Regions from separate parts of the Mus musculus genome. Here regions 1 and 2 are each linked to region 3. A link is a contact called in public HiChIP or PLAC-seq data. All regions are on one chromosome and are shown on one strand. Each heading gives the region's core, a stretch centred on a gene start, on an enhancer-like site or on the middle of the called end of the contact. The rest is flanking DNA. Distances are from core to core; before and after follow the strand shown.

Region 1 (4,567 bases), core at 1,115-3,614, 110 kb after region 3:
AGCCACGCAAGAGAGACTGCTGTGTCTGGCCTCTTGCTGCACAGGTGGTCTCGGGACCGGAACACCAGGTGAGCACGTGAGCTTGCACTCGGTGTCACCTGCAGCGTTGGCACACTTACCACTTCCTCTGAGAATGTGTGTCTTCTTACAAATTTCGATAAATTTGTGTCAAGAGAGTCCTCTAAGATCTTTAACAGGCTTTCCAACATATTTGACTGGATGTGGATCAAGATCTGAATAAAAACCAGAGAAGACTGAGCTGGCATTTCAATGCTGAGGTACGCCTGAGCTGACAGGCACCCCTTTTAAATACTATTCCCTAATTCGTTAGCATATACATGTTTTTTAAGTGCTTTGCATGTACACTCATCAGCCAAAATGTACTTTAATATAGATAATGACATCGCCATAGTGGGACTAGAGAGGAAGCTCATATCAGAGGTGCTTCATACACCAGTCTTGAGTTTGATTCCTGAATTCCACAAAAGAAAACACACACACACACACACACACACACACACACACACACACACAAGAAAACAAAATAAATACCCCAACTTTAAACCCTGGCTGATGTCTCAGTGAAGCCTACTTACACTGTACCCATTAAAGACCCTTCAAAACTAGGCACCAAGTTTTCAAAATGACATTGCTAACGAATTCCTATCAGCCCGACACACACAGCACATGGAAAAGCAAGGCTCATTTCACCTGTAATTATCAGTACTCACTAGGACAATGTGAGACACAGGAGAAAAGGTTTTAAAAATGAGAATAACTGAGAATTCATCAACCAATGTTAATCACTGTTTATAATTTGATGTTATCTTCAAAATGTATTTTCTGTAAAATTGGATCTTTCCTTTGTCAGCTACTAAATAATGTGTAACACAAGAAATAATTGGAAAAAAACATCATATTGAATGAATGCATAGCAATTAATCATGGAAATAAACCATGTTGTTTTATATGACTGATGTGTACATTAAAATAAAAACCTGGCAATTTCTTGGACTTGATGAAATTATTAAAGCAAAAGGAATAACCGCTTTTGAAGCCGGGGTCCTTGTGAGAGGCAGTGTTACCCTTCCACCCTACACTAGCCATTTTGTTTCCCCCTTCTTCAGTCTTGCCTGTGTGCTGGGATATTTGCATCTTTACTGTCGTAACAGAACCGATGCTTCAGAAGGGGGGAAGCTCATTCACTCCAAGTGCTGGAGGTGCAGGCCATGGAGCTAGCCTGAGCTCGGCTCGGGAAGGTGCTGGAGGTGCAGGCCATGGAGCTAGTCTGAGCTCGGCTCGGGAAGGTGCTGGAGGTGCAGGCCATGGAGCTAGCCTGAGCTCGGCTCGGGAAGGTGCTGGAGTGCAGGCCATGGAGCTAGCCTGAGCTCGGCTCGGGAAGGTGCTGGAGGTGCAGGCCATGGAGCTAGCCTGAGCTCGGCTCGGGAAGGTGCTGGAGTGCAGGCCATGGAGCTAGCCTGAGCTCGGCTCGGGAAGGTGCTGGAGGTGCAGGCCATGGAGCTAGCCTGAGCTCGGCTCGGGAAGGTGCTGGAGGTTCAGGCCATGGAGCTAGCCTGAGCTCGGCTCGGGAAGGTGCTGGAGGTGCAGGCCATGGAGCTAGCCTGAGCTCGGCTCGGGAAGGTGTTCAAGCCCGTATAGGGCAGATGGTGGGGCCTGGCAAGGCTTCCTCCCTCCTGAGAGCACACCCCTGTGACCTCGGTGCCACCCTCTAAATATCTCACACATGTATATAATGACTCTTGGCCACGTCGAGCCTTCCATTCCCTTCTCCCCTACCACTCCCTCTGGAACCCTGCCTCTTCCCAACACGCCTTTCTACAAGTATGTGGCTTATATAATATGTCACTGGCTACACTTCCTCAAGAGAAGAGCCTCTGCCTCTTCCAAACACCATTAACTGCCAACCGCTCCTCACATAAGGAGGGAGCCTCATGTAGGCGCTGCCTCTTAGAGGTCTCCTACCTCATTCCCACCACAGTAAGGGTCAAGCCTCCAATAAACAGACTCCTGAGAGACAGAAGCAAACCTCAAGCCAAGCAGCTCATCGGGGGAGGGCTATTTTGGTCCCCAAGAACTTCACGGTATTAAAGGCCTAACCTGTCTTAGCACACACACGAGTGCAGTGGGCAGGCTAGCCACTTGTCAGCACCTCTGCAAGGTAAACTGTCTTCCAAATGAGTCTCTAAAGTCGTGTGCCAGCTTTCTGGAGAGATGATAGATATCCAAATGCAATCACAGAGTGCCCCACCCTGGCCTCGCGGCTTTCAGATGTATCTGCAGTGGGAACTCATCTGTGATGTCAAGTGGCATTGCTCAGAAGGCCTGTGGTTCTCTTGAGACTGACAGGGGAGTGAACATGCGTGTGTCCCGATGAGATCATAGGCTAAATTAATGCAGGATGTGGCAAGTACCAGCTGGGAAAATAAGGAACCAGGCCCTCTGGGTCATAGAGGCAGCAGATGCAAGTCAGATATAAAATTCTGTTGGGGGTGGGTGGGTTATGTAAGTTCAAACTCTAATTCAGGGATTAGAAGCAACATATTGTAATATAACACACCCATTTTTAAAACAGACCAAACAAAAGAGAGCCCCCATCTGTATTTGCTGATACTGACTGCGCTCTCTCTGGACAGCCTTTTGTCAGGCTAACAAACTGTTTACAGATTCCAAGGAGGTGACAACCTTGGGAAAGCTGAGGCCAGTTTGTCATTCAAAAGAGCAAGCCAAGCCTCCCCAGTGAATGTCAGCTGTCTCTTCCTTATCAACCCAGGAGGATGGTGAAGCAGGTTTATAATGCAACATGAGGAACTCAGATTGGACATCTGGAGTTTCCAAGTGGGATTTCTTAAAGATTAAGAGCGTTTTAATAAAGCTTCCCGAGAGTAGAGAATTCCTTGACTGCATTCACACAGAGGATAGATGGAAGTTTACATCAATTCAAGTTCCTTATGTGTGGTCCTTAACCACACATGCCGATGCTACTCCCATGCTGCCGATGCTACTCCCACGCCGGCCGGCGGCTTTCCTCCACATCAGAGGGCAGATGCTGCTTTGCATGTGCAGACTCCAACCCAAGGCTTGACTTTTGTGATGGTTTGTGTATGCTCGGCCCAGGGAGTGGCACTATTAGGAGGTGTGGCCTTGTTGGAGTGGGTGTGTCATTGTGGGTGTGGGCTTTAAGACCCTCATCCTAGCTGCCTGGAAGCCAGTATTCTCCTAGCAGCCTTTAGATGAAGATGTAGAACTCTCAGCTCCTCCTGCACCATGCCTGCCTGGATGCTGCCATGTTCTTGCCTTGATGATAATGGACTGAACCTCTGAACCTGTAAGCCAGCGCTAGCTAAATGTTATCCTTTATAAGACTTGCCTTGGTCATGGTGTCTGTTTACAGCAGTAAAACCCTAACTAAGACATTTCTTCTCCCTCTCAGCAGGCTTAAGGTATATTCCTACCAAAACACTGTCTGACTGTGAAAAAGTTAATTACTATGTTTTTGTTAACAACTGCAAGAGACAGGTATGAACAGCAGCTGAAACCCACAGAATGGGCCACCTGTAGCGGATCATGCTAGTCAGTCCCATGATCTTTCCACGACTGCCAGATGTAGTGAGTGAGTCCCAGGCCCGGATGACAGACACAGCCTTCCTAGTTTCATAGTCTCACCTTTCTGGAGAAGTGAAAGACCCTGGGCTTTACAGTCTGCTGTCTACTTAACTGTGGGAACCTGGCGACACAGGTCAGAAGAGGACATCGGATCCCCCTAGAGCTGGAGCTACCCTGGGGGTACTAGGAGTCAAATGTGGAGCCCATGATAGAGCTACAAGTGTGCTTAATCAATGAGCCATCTCAAACTCTTCAAGTTCCAACTCTCAACATCTGCGGTCTCCTAAAGCAATCCAGGGGCTAGGCTGAAGAATACACTCTCAGACTAGAAACAAACAGGGAGGCTCCCGGGCGATCTGTGCCAGCTACAGCCATGCAGTGGGTGCCTGGAGACAGGCTGGCTGCGGAGCTGAAGTGGAGCCCCAGGAGCTGGAGAGAGTGAAGGAGGCCTCTGGGGTTCAGACTGAAACATGCCCTGCTGGCTGACCTCTGCAGGCACTGGGAATACACATGATGCACACAGAGAAGAAATAAAACAAGAAAAAGTCGGGAGCTTGCCTTACACAACTCCGCACAGCACACACGTACTCAACACTCAGGCAAGGATCAACTGGGCCGGCCGGCTGGAGGATGCACTCTCTGTAATGGCAAAGCAGTCCTCATTTCCAGTGGCTCAAAATGCCTTAGTTGATTCCCTGTTCTAAAACCAGGGATAGTGACAGTTTGCTCCCAGAGTTCTGGGAGAAAAATTGTCATTTCCTGCTCAAATGTTTCATGTCTTTGCTGGATGAGTACAGTCCCTAATAAGGCCCCACACAGGTGGCACAGAAGCCCAGATAAGCCACTGGGTAGATGTCCCTCATCAGGCTGATAGTGTGACAGGAATTAAATAGATAATGTCTCCTCCATGCCTACTGACTGCACAGCAAGCAAACTAGCATAC
Region 2 (5,092 bases), core at 1,718-4,217, 95 kb after region 3:
TGTCAGCCCTTCCCAGCCCTCACCCACCAAGTTTGGGAGGTGGGGAATGGGAGTTAAGCATCCCAAGACACCAATCCTGTCTTGGTATGATCTATGACTAATCTGCATCTCGAAGCTTGCTAGAAGCTGCTAGCTTATCAGTCATCTCACTAACATGAAGAAGGCATCACTTTGAAGATTGCAGGATCTTAGAAGTTGTATACCAGGAAGCAAGGCCAGAGAACAAATGCATATTTCATAATATCACAGCAAAGTCCATTTGTACTCCCGTTGCCTTGGGCCCATTCCTTTTTGTTTCCTTATTCCAGCTTTTGAAAGACAGGAATCTGACTGGCACCACTCATTGTTTCCAGTAGTTCGTATCTCACAGGTACTCTTTGGCTGCCTGTTGGTCCAAGTGCGCATCTTATACCAGTCAAAGATGGTTCCGATCACACAGTAAATTAAGGGTCTACTGATGAGGTGATTTCTTTAAAAGGAGCGCAGACATTTTATGTCCAAAGCATTTGGTTGTTTGGTTTGTTTTGTTTTAATCTTCTGGAACTGAATTTCTTAATTGGCATTTTCGGGAAAACTTCTCCTGATTTATACAAATATGTTATTCAGAAACTCTTTATTTAACTGTGAGTCCCAGCCACGCTGCTCCCATCTGCGAGGCCGTTGGCACTTTTCCAAGAATCTATATTGGATTCCACCCTCTCACTCTGAAATTTCAGCATGATTCTGGAAGGGAGTGAATCTATGTATCCTGGCCTCTGGGCTTTCTCCAAGGTCTGGTGACTTCCTAACTGGGCCACCCCTTGGTGGCATCTTTCCCAGAGGTCCTTCAGTACCATACCAGAACTTCGTTTTCCCATAGAAACCCTGTCCTAAGGTCCCATAGAGGCTTGTTGGCTTAGGATCTTCAATGGGTACAAGGAAGTTATCAAGAAACAGAAGAGGGGTTTAGAGCTCCCTAAGCCTCAGTCTGGCCTGAGAGTCTTGCTGCACAGATGAAGAACATGATTAGGCTGCAGCCTGCAAAGGGTGGAGAGAAAAGCCGGAAATGAGCTTAGATCTGCCTAACTCCCTACCCCATTCTGTGCATTGACTGGGCAGCTTCAAAGAAAGAAAACAGCCCGGCCCCGCCCCAAATGGCGAATGGATCAAGCCAGGGTGTAGAGACAAGCAAACAGTGGCTACCGAGGGACCAGATTCTCAGTGAGGACACACAGCCAGATTCTTGCCCAATAGAAAGGACGGGCTAAAGTGTCACTGACATATTTGGAGGTCATGCAAAGTCACAGAAGGCGAGGCACGAGTGACGAGTGACGTCTCTGAGGCAGCTGTTTGGATTAAAAGATTAGTCTAGAGACAGGTGTCACACGGGTTGGACTAGGAAAAGCTAAAGGTGGTTTAGACATGCAACTCTAGATGACCTCTTTTTTTTTCATTAATTTATTTATTCATTTTAAAGCCCAATTGAAGCCCCTGCCTCCTCTTGGTCCCCCCTCACCCAGTTCCTCCCCCATTCTCCCCTTCCTTTGTTCTCTGAGAAGGGCAGACACCCCTGGGTATCACTCCACCCTTACACATCAAGACACTGTATGAGAGAATGAAGCTCTGGTATAGTACTGAAGGACCTCTAGGAAAGAGGCCACCAAGGGGTGGCCCAGTTAGGAAGTCACCAGGACTAGGTATATCCACTCCCACTGATGCCAGACAAGGCTGCTCAGTTAGGGGAATGGGATCCACGGGCAGGCAACAGATTTAGGGACAGCCCCCGCTCCAGTTGAAGACCAAGCTGCACATCTGCTGCATATGTGTGGAGGGCATAATTCCAGCCTGTATATGCTCTTAGGTTTATGGTTGACACTCTGGGAGCCCTCAAGGATCCAGGCCAGTTGATTATGGTGGTCTTCCTGATGAGTTCCTATCTCCTCCAGGTCCTTCAATCCTCCCTCCAACTCTTCCACAAGACTCCCGAGCTCTGTCCAGTGTTTGGCTTTGGGCCTTGGCATGTTTCAGTAAGCTGTTGGGTGGAACCTTCTAGAGGCTCTTTGAATCTCAGAGAACACTTCACAATTGGCTTCATACTCCCAAGACTGTTCCAAGTCTTTCCAAGTATCTTTTTCTCTGTAACACTCATGAGCTTGGAATTGCCAATTCTCTGTGTTAGAAACAGAACTCTGCTGCATGGCAGCACCTTTGATTAAGAGACATGATGGTAATTACAAGGGGTGGTAGTGCTTGCCTTTAATTTCAGCACTCAGGTGGTAGAGACAGGTGGATCTCTGAGTTCCAGGTCAACCTGGTCTAACAGAGAGAGTTCCAGGACAGCCAGGGCTACACAGAGATACCCTGTCTTGAGAAAACAACAACAACCAGAAATGGTTACAATTTCTTGTAATAAATCCTGCCAGAAGCTTCTAAAACTGTGTTTTGGGAGAACATGTGTGGGGTGTGTGTGTGTGTGTGTGTGTGTGTGTGTGTGTGTGTGTGTGTATGTGTGTGTGTGTGGTGTGTGGTGTGTGTGTGTGTGTGTGTGTGTGTGTGTGTGTGTGTGTGTGTGTGAGTATGAGTGCATGTGTGTACTGGTGTATGTATACATATGTTCATGGAGGTCTGAGGTCATCTAGGGCTATATATTCCTTAGAATACAATCCACCTTGTTTATCTGATCGTCTCTCACTGGCAATAAACTTGCCAAGCAGGCTGAGTTGAGGCCTAATGGACCTATGGATCTGCCTGTTTTTGTCTCCCAGTCCTGGGATTACAAGCAAGGGCCCCAACTTTCCGTTTTCTTACATAGGATCTGGGAATCAAACTCGAGTCCTCCTAGTGCTTGCACAGAAGTCCTTTACCTAAATCTCCCCAGCCCCCTGAAATTGAGTTTTGATTTTTAAAAACAGAACTACTCTGAAGGGTAGCGAGTACTGAGAAGCCGAGGCTGTGGTCTAAATTTCCCCTGAAAGTCTTAACCGCCACTGTGATGTTGTATCTGTATCAATCACACTATTCCCATCTCTGCTCTCTGTTCCTGTCGCTCGAGTGTGAGAAGAGAGATGATTAAGATAAAGGAGAAGTTCCTAGGACTTTACCTTCTAGTTCTCCTTTTTCTTTCCAGCGTAAAATGACCAAGGAATTGTAAGAAGTTGCAGGCGGCAGCGACACTACTTGTGCATTTGTGCAAGCATGAACCAAAGAAGCAAATTCCATTTTTCTCTGTGCATTTCGCAGCTACTGAGGCTACTGGAATGGTTTGGCTGTGGTACACCAAGAACAAGAACAGTACTGGCTTGGAAACATATATTTCTGTCACTAGAGATTAAATATGAAGTTTGGAGGGGAGCCCGCCAGGTTTCTTGGTGAGAAGATGAAGGATTTTTAATCTTGAGACCCCGAGGAGGTCAGTAATTACTTAGCTGCAAAGTAGTAAATCAAAATGGTGACAGACTTGTGTGCCTTTCTGTCGAAGGCAAAAATGTGGAGCCTTTCTTCCTTGACATATTTTAATAAACCCAACTTATAACTTTGACAAACCCACGGTGGTATGGGGGGGTATCTTTTGTGCACAAGTTAACCTCCATCCAATGAAATAGTAGTAACACTGAGAGAGACATGTGAATTGGTTAGCTTCGCTAACCTCCGCATGGACACCGCTAGCCTTGGTGTGCACATCACTGCACTAGAAGCAAGCACTATAGAACCTTTTCTCTCTCTGTTTCTGTCTCTGTCTCTGTCTCTGTCTCTGTCTCTGTCTCTGTCTCTCTCTCTCTCTCTCTCTCTGTCTCTCTCTGTCTCTCTCTTTTTTTCCCGAGACAGGGTTTCTCTGTATAGCCCTGGCTGTCCTGGAATTCACTTTGTAGACCAGGCTGGCCTCGAACTCAGAAATTCACCTGCCTCTGCCTCCCGAGTGCTGGGATTAAAGGTGTGGGCCACCTTTTCAAACGAGTGCAATGGCAGTGATGACAAAACCCTGAGTGGAGCAGGGGTAAGTGGTTATAGTATCCAATTCCATTTAAAGACTCCGAGGATACGTGTTACTCAGAACTTCCTCAGCCCAGTTTTAAAATCAACTCCTAGCATCCTCAGTGCTTGAAGCCTGGGCCATTAGACTCATTATCCATGGATTTATATAAAGTTCGTGTGTCCAAGGACTGTGTGGACATACATGCTTGACTAGCAAGTCAGAGCACTCTAGTGCTGCATGTGTGTGAGGACCTGTTGTTAACGCCTTAGTCCTGAGGACTGGAACCACCTGATGCTTGAGGTCACCATGTCTTCCTCTTCGCCCTGACATAGCTGGACTTGCTGGAGTTTTACGTAGGAGTTATAGGAAATAGTAACAGAGAACAGAACTGGCTTGGTCAAAATTAACTCTCTACGTTGTGCTAGTGGTAACTAGTTCAAACCCATGGAGGTCCAGGTAGGATCTCGTGTACGCATTCGCATGTCTTAGAGTGTTAAAATCCAGGGTAGACCAACCATAGCAGAAATAAGGGTTATTGGTGTTTAAACTCCTTGGAGGAAAGAGTAAGCAGTAGGAAGTTTGAGCTTCTTGGACAAGGAAAGGAAGTCTTGTGCCAATCTTACAGAAGAAGAGCCCCCAGGGAACATGGAGTTCTCTCACTAGGGTAATGAAGGGACATGGTTTATAGTACCCATACTGAGACACTCATTTTTTTTTCTTCCAAAACAAAGCAGTATCATTGAGCACAACACTGAGCTATGTCTCTTCCCAGGGAACTTGTAAATTCCTATGTGGTGACTCTGTCATGGGGCTGTAAAATCTCTGGTTACTCGGGGCTCGGAGAATTCAAGGTTATCTGCAAAAGCTGAAATTGTTTGGAATGGGTCCAAGCTTTCTAGTTCTGACAGGAATAAAGCATGTCAGGGACAGAAGTCAAGAATGAAAGCAATTGTGGAGGACTAGAACATTCTAGAAGCAGTAGCAGACAGAGGTGGGCGGGTAGGGCTGGGAGGAGAGATAGCGAAGGTGTGTGGGGAAAAGGAGGAGACATGGTTTTCGTTTTGGAAATCCAACCCCCTTGGGGACTCAGAGCCCAAACCCTTTGTGCCCATCTACCAAGTTCTGAATCTCGGTCCGGGC
Region 3 (4,676 bases), core at 1,462-3,961:
ATACTGCATAGAGATTTAGATTACATAGTGCCATCAGGAAAATAAAAATCCATGCATAGTAAAAGGAACGAACCAAAATATTAACATCACTATTTTGAGATTATTGATTATTTTAATTTTCTTCTTCAGGATAAAATTTTACAGTGGTAATGGATTTATATTATTTAAAAGTCATTAAAAGCAAATTATGTGGAATTCTTTGTCATAATCAAATGCCATTGCCAACACATTCTTGGGTTTAATATGTCATGATCAATAGCTGGCATATCTCAACTGCATTTCTGCCTTTCCTGTTTGCCATCACTCTGGGAGGGGGAAGACTATCTCTGTGATACAGCTCTGCTATTTTTGTTGTCCTTTGTTTTTTTTTTTTTGTTTTGTTTGCTTTGGTTTGGTTTTTGCCAGCAGCTTTCTTACACCCAGAGAGCTGAGTTACCTGTCGGTTTTAGGATGCCTGTATTGTGGTTCTCCCTTCTATTTCCTATATATCAGTTCTTCCCATGATGCCCACAAGCTATTAATTAGCTCATAGCCTGTTTCTTCAAGGGTAGACTGCCCCAGGGAACAGTCACTGTAAAATTTGGTTTGCTCAATCCTCCCTGGACGTCTACATTCATATTGAATTTCTCATTGATAAATAGCTATTCACAATGAGAATATCAGAAGTTTCAGAAAATGCTGTAAACTAGGAATCTGATATTTTATTATTAAAAATACCTCCACAGGAATACCTCTGCATCTCCTTTCCTTCTTTCTCTTCTTTCTTTCATTTCCTTCCTTCCTTTCTTCTTCCTTCCTTTCTTCTTTCCTCCTTCCTTTCTTCTTCCCTCCTTCCTTTCTTCTTCTTCTTCTTCTTCTTCTTCTTCTTCTTCTTCTTCTTCTTCTTCTTCTTCTTCTTCTTCTTCTTCTTCTTCCTCCTCTCTCTCTCTCTCTCTCTCTCTCTCTCTCTCTCTCTCTCTCTCTCTCTTTCTTTCTTTCTTTCTCCATGCTGGCCTTGAACTCATAGCTACCCTCCTGCCTCAGCCTCACAGAGGCACGGCTATTCGTTTTTGTTTTCTTGTGAGTGCTCTGTCTTGGTTGGCATGGAATCTCACTCAGTACAGCCCGAACCCTAAGCTCCCAATTGTTGGGCCTATAGCTATGCCTACCACTTCCACCACAGATGGACTGCTTTCATAAGAAATCCAAAGACAGCTAACAATCTAGTAGAACTATCCTGCAGAGGGGTTGGAGATATTGGTAGAAATTAATACAATTTTCTTGAGAATTAGTCTCAACCACTTAAATTAAAAGATGTCAAGAAATAGAAAACAAATGGCTGGTAGGATCCCATTTCTAAAAGAACTCTCTCTTTAGCCAAAACTTCCAAGGAAATACTCTTAATTCAGGACAAACTAGAAGCCTTATGTATATTTAGGCTTACAAAACAGGTGTCTCTGGATTGTCACCCCTGGTCAGTTTTCACGTACTTCCGTCCCAGTCCAGACCCAGCTGCTTCACGTCTTTGCACTGACTTGTTCTTTGTGGTTGGTTTTAATCTGCTTTTACAGAGTGCCACTCCCCTAGCAAAGATTCGGATGCATGGTGGATTCACTCTGGGTGGCTCTACCTTAGAGAAGACTCTACGAAGTTCCATACATTGTACAAAACAAGTCAGTCCATGGAACTGATAGTATCTTCCTCCCAGAATCCTTCATTTTCCCTGTGTGTGTGTGTGTGTGTGTCTGTGTGTCTGTGTGTCTGTGTGTTAAGAGTTTAATGTTTTGTTATTGTTTCCGATGCTGGGGATCCAACCTAAGCTCGCTGTCTCCGAGCTGCAGCCCCAGCCAGGCCTTGAACTTGCTCGGTAGGCTAGCCAGGCATTGAGGTTTCCATCTTGTTTGTCAGTTTTTTTTGAGCCAATAGGACTGTAGGTTGGTACCACTAGATCTGATTTGAAAGGTTTTGTTTTTTGTTTGTTGTTTTTTGTTTTAACAAATCATTGATACCATTCTATTGTCTTGCCATTGGATTCATTTTATCCGATTTCGACTTTAGTTATGTTTGTAATTAATTTCTGCATTTTTAGATGTTGTATATTACTCTCATATGTCCCTTAACGGTGGGAATATTTTCTGAGAAAGATGTTGCTTGTCAGTTTCATCATCTGCATCCATCACAGACTATACTCCTAAGCCTCTATGGCTACAATGTCAGCGGACAATATAATCCTTTAGAACTAACAGAAGGTCCTTCCCTGACCATAACATTCACACAATGTCGTGATGAATTACGACATTTGTCAAATGATGTAAACATCTTTTCATCGGCTATTCTCTTTCTAATTTTATGTGATTCGGGGGGTATATGTGTTTTTTTTTTTTTTATGTATTCATTCTATCCAATTTTCTAGTTCCTATTTTGTAGGCTTGAGACAAAGACCCCAGTGCTCTGTTTTCTAGTGAGTAGAGAGTCTGAGGTGGACAAAGCTGGTACAGTGTTCCATCACCTGTCACTGTCATTCAAACAACTGGGCAGGCAGTGGGTTTGGGAGAAGAGGTTCATGGTCCACTCATCCCGAGGAGGAGGGGCCCCTCTGAAACAGGAAGAATGGGAGTGAGAAGTGGCCTCTGAGGGAAGTTGTGATGGCGACTCCTGTGAGGAGTGCATGTGTACTTCATGATTTAAAGCGTCAGGTGACTAGAGACTGAATGACTGTCCTCTAACCTTTATCAAGGCCAGAGCATCTGGATGATTTTAGAGGGACAACTTCTCCCCAGACTGAGTGATTCAGAGCTGGGATTTCTTGGGGTGAGTGGGTAAATCCTTTGTGGGGCTAGCAACGTAATGAGGAAGCAAAGGCTGGCCAGGGTCCTAGGCCAATCCCCCCTCCTCCAGCAGGTCCCTACTTAACAAGTGCATGAAGTTTCCCCCTTATAAAGATCTTTTGCATGCCAGACTTTGTTCCCATGGAAAGGGCATAGGGCACTCGGTGTTTCCTGTTCTTTGTAGAGGGCAAAAAGAAAGAGACTTAGAACTTTAACTGACTTTCTGAGCTCATGTGGTGGTGACTGACATGAGGCAAGGTGAGCAGACTGTTAGAAAGAGCCTGTATGACCTAAAGGACGCCACTCGGCAAGCTCGGGGTTCAACCGTGTGAACTCTGACCTCAGGCAGGTAGCTTCTACTCTGTAGTTTTATCTCTCTTCCACGGAATGGAACAGTGGTGCCTCTCTTGCAGGATTCATCCGAGGCCTCCGTTTTGCAATATTTCACTTCCCTCAATTCTTATATTGACTTATGTTGGTGTTGTGCAGTTTTGAATGCTACCTGGGAACTCAGGGAGAAGCCGTTCTGTAGAGATGGAATCTAGCACCCAGTGGGTACTGCACGCAGTTCCCAGGATAACCCGGAAGCTTTCCTCAGTCCTTGGATGGGTCCTTGTGTGGTTCTGTACCCACACCTTGTGCCCTGATGTGTGAAGAAGTAAGACTCACTTGAAAGAGCTCAGTTATTTACCCAGTAGACGTTGTGTTCTGAGCCCTGTGACTGCTCACAACAGTTCACATACAGACATAAGAGATCCCCATTGAAAGGAAAGATTTCAGAAGTGTGCAAAGAGAGCTTGGTGTCCAGATTCAAATCAGAAAGAAGTCAGCAAGTTACAGCCCTCAGGACAAGTCCAGATTACTACCTGTTTTTATAAATAAAGTTTTATTAGAACACAGACACTCCCATTTGTTTACTGATCACTCTGGCTGCTCTCTTCTTCCTTTTCAACGGCAATTTTGATCAGCTGCAACAGAGATTGTGTGTCTTATAAAGGCAAAAGATATTTATCATTTGTTCGTTCGTAGTAAAATTTGCTGGCCTCTAGAAAAGACCTATTACTGCCAGGCTAGATGATCTCCAACAGATCATTTATACTCACAGTGACTCTGATTCCTCATGGGTAAAAAGGATGTGCTGAGTGTGTTAACTCACACCTATAATCCAAGCACTCAATGGGCAGAACACGTTCAAGCTAGCCTTGGCTACCTGATGGGTTGGAGGCTAAACTGAGCTATGTAGCAAGATCTTGGAGAGAGGGAGAGAGAGAGAGAGAGAGAGAGAGAGAGAGAGAGAGAGAGAGAGAGAGAGAGAGAGAGAGAGAGAAAGAGAGAGATGAAGAAAGAAAGGGAGAAGAGAGAGAAAGAAAGAAAGAAAGGAAGGAAGGAAGGAAGGAAGGAAGGGATGAAGAAAGAAAAGGAGAAGAGAGAGAGAAAGAAAGAAAGAAAGAAAGAAAGAAAGAAAGAAAGAAAGAAAGAAAGAAAGAAAGAAAGAAAGAAAGAAAGCAAACAGAGGTATACTGGATGGCTCATGTAAAGAGATTTGCACGCACTAACCCCCAGCTGACAACAACTATCACAACTATTATTAGTGCCACTGATTGACAGCTAATCTTTTTGGGTTTTTAAAGTCCCCCCAGCAGATATCATTGCAGCTAAAATAGTCACCTTTCCCTATCACCAGTGTGATTTCTTAAGATCAGACATCTCAACGCTATCAGCTCAGCATACTGTCCCATTCCTCAGCATGCTGTGCAGACATTTGCATGGGTGTCACTGAATATTTCCCAGTAGTCCGTGCATCCTATCTGGAGGAGGGGCACCGAGAGAGGCAGTCTGTTAGAATTAAATGTCAAGGCTGCCAGCTGC

Evidence for each region. HiChIP or PLAC-seq counts read pairs in DNA pulled down with a chosen protein or histone mark.
Region 1: a contact with region 3 is called in an H3K27ac HiChIP or PLAC-seq map of bone marrow-derived dendritic cells, with 2.7 times the contacts expected there. The contact joins two enhancer-like sites. A contact is called at or near these places in 3 of 39 promoter capture datasets (the SN4741 cell line, cranial neural crest and embryonic stem cells), 5 of 484 Hi-C or Micro-C datasets (bone marrow-derived macrophages, embryonic stem cells, muscle stem cells and 1 more) and 2 of 115 datasets of contacts at active chromatin or transcription factors (bone marrow-derived dendritic cells and bone marrow-derived macrophages).
Region 2: an H3K27ac HiChIP or PLAC-seq map of bone marrow-derived dendritic cells shows a contact between it and region 3, with 3 times the contacts expected there. The contact joins two enhancer-like sites. A contact is called at or near these places in 7 of 484 Hi-C or Micro-C datasets (bone marrow-derived dendritic cells, bone marrow-derived macrophages, embryonic stem cells and 3 more) and 2 of 115 datasets of contacts at active chromatin or transcription factors (bone marrow-derived dendritic cells and embryonic stem cells).

Annotation. Positions count from the first base shown.
Region 1 is chr13:99,321,442-99,326,008 of GRCm38.p6, forward strand. It overlaps Ptcd2 (pentatricopeptide repeat domain 2), which reads right to left. Exons shown (of 10, transcript NM_026873.2): 9 at 120-233. Among named protein-coding and RNA genes, the nearest start is that of Ptcd2, 21 kb to the right of the region's middle. Within about 2 kb of position 2,365, at least 51 of the 459 cell types and tissues checked have an H3K27ac peak or open chromatin away from gene starts, as enhancers often do. A contact at or near this core is called in bone marrow-derived dendritic cells and muscle stem cells, where this site is marked.
Region 2 is chr13:99,303,349-99,308,440 of GRCm38.p6, forward strand. No RefSeq gene overlaps it. Among named protein-coding and RNA genes, the nearest start is that of Ptcd2, 39 kb to the right of the region's middle. Within about 2 kb of position 2,968, at least 26 of the 459 cell types and tissues checked have an H3K27ac peak or open chromatin away from gene starts, as enhancers often do. A contact at or near this core is called in bone marrow-derived dendritic cells, where this site is marked.
Region 3 is chr13:99,208,535-99,213,210 of GRCm38.p6, forward strand. The region is part of intron 1 of Zfp366 (zinc finger protein 366); the gene reads left to right. Among named protein-coding and RNA genes, the nearest start is that of Zfp366, 26 kb to the left of the region's middle. Within about 2 kb of position 2,712, at least 7 of the 459 cell types and tissues checked have an H3K27ac peak or open chromatin away from gene starts, as enhancers often do. A contact at or near this core is called in bone marrow-derived dendritic cells and muscle stem cells, where this site is marked.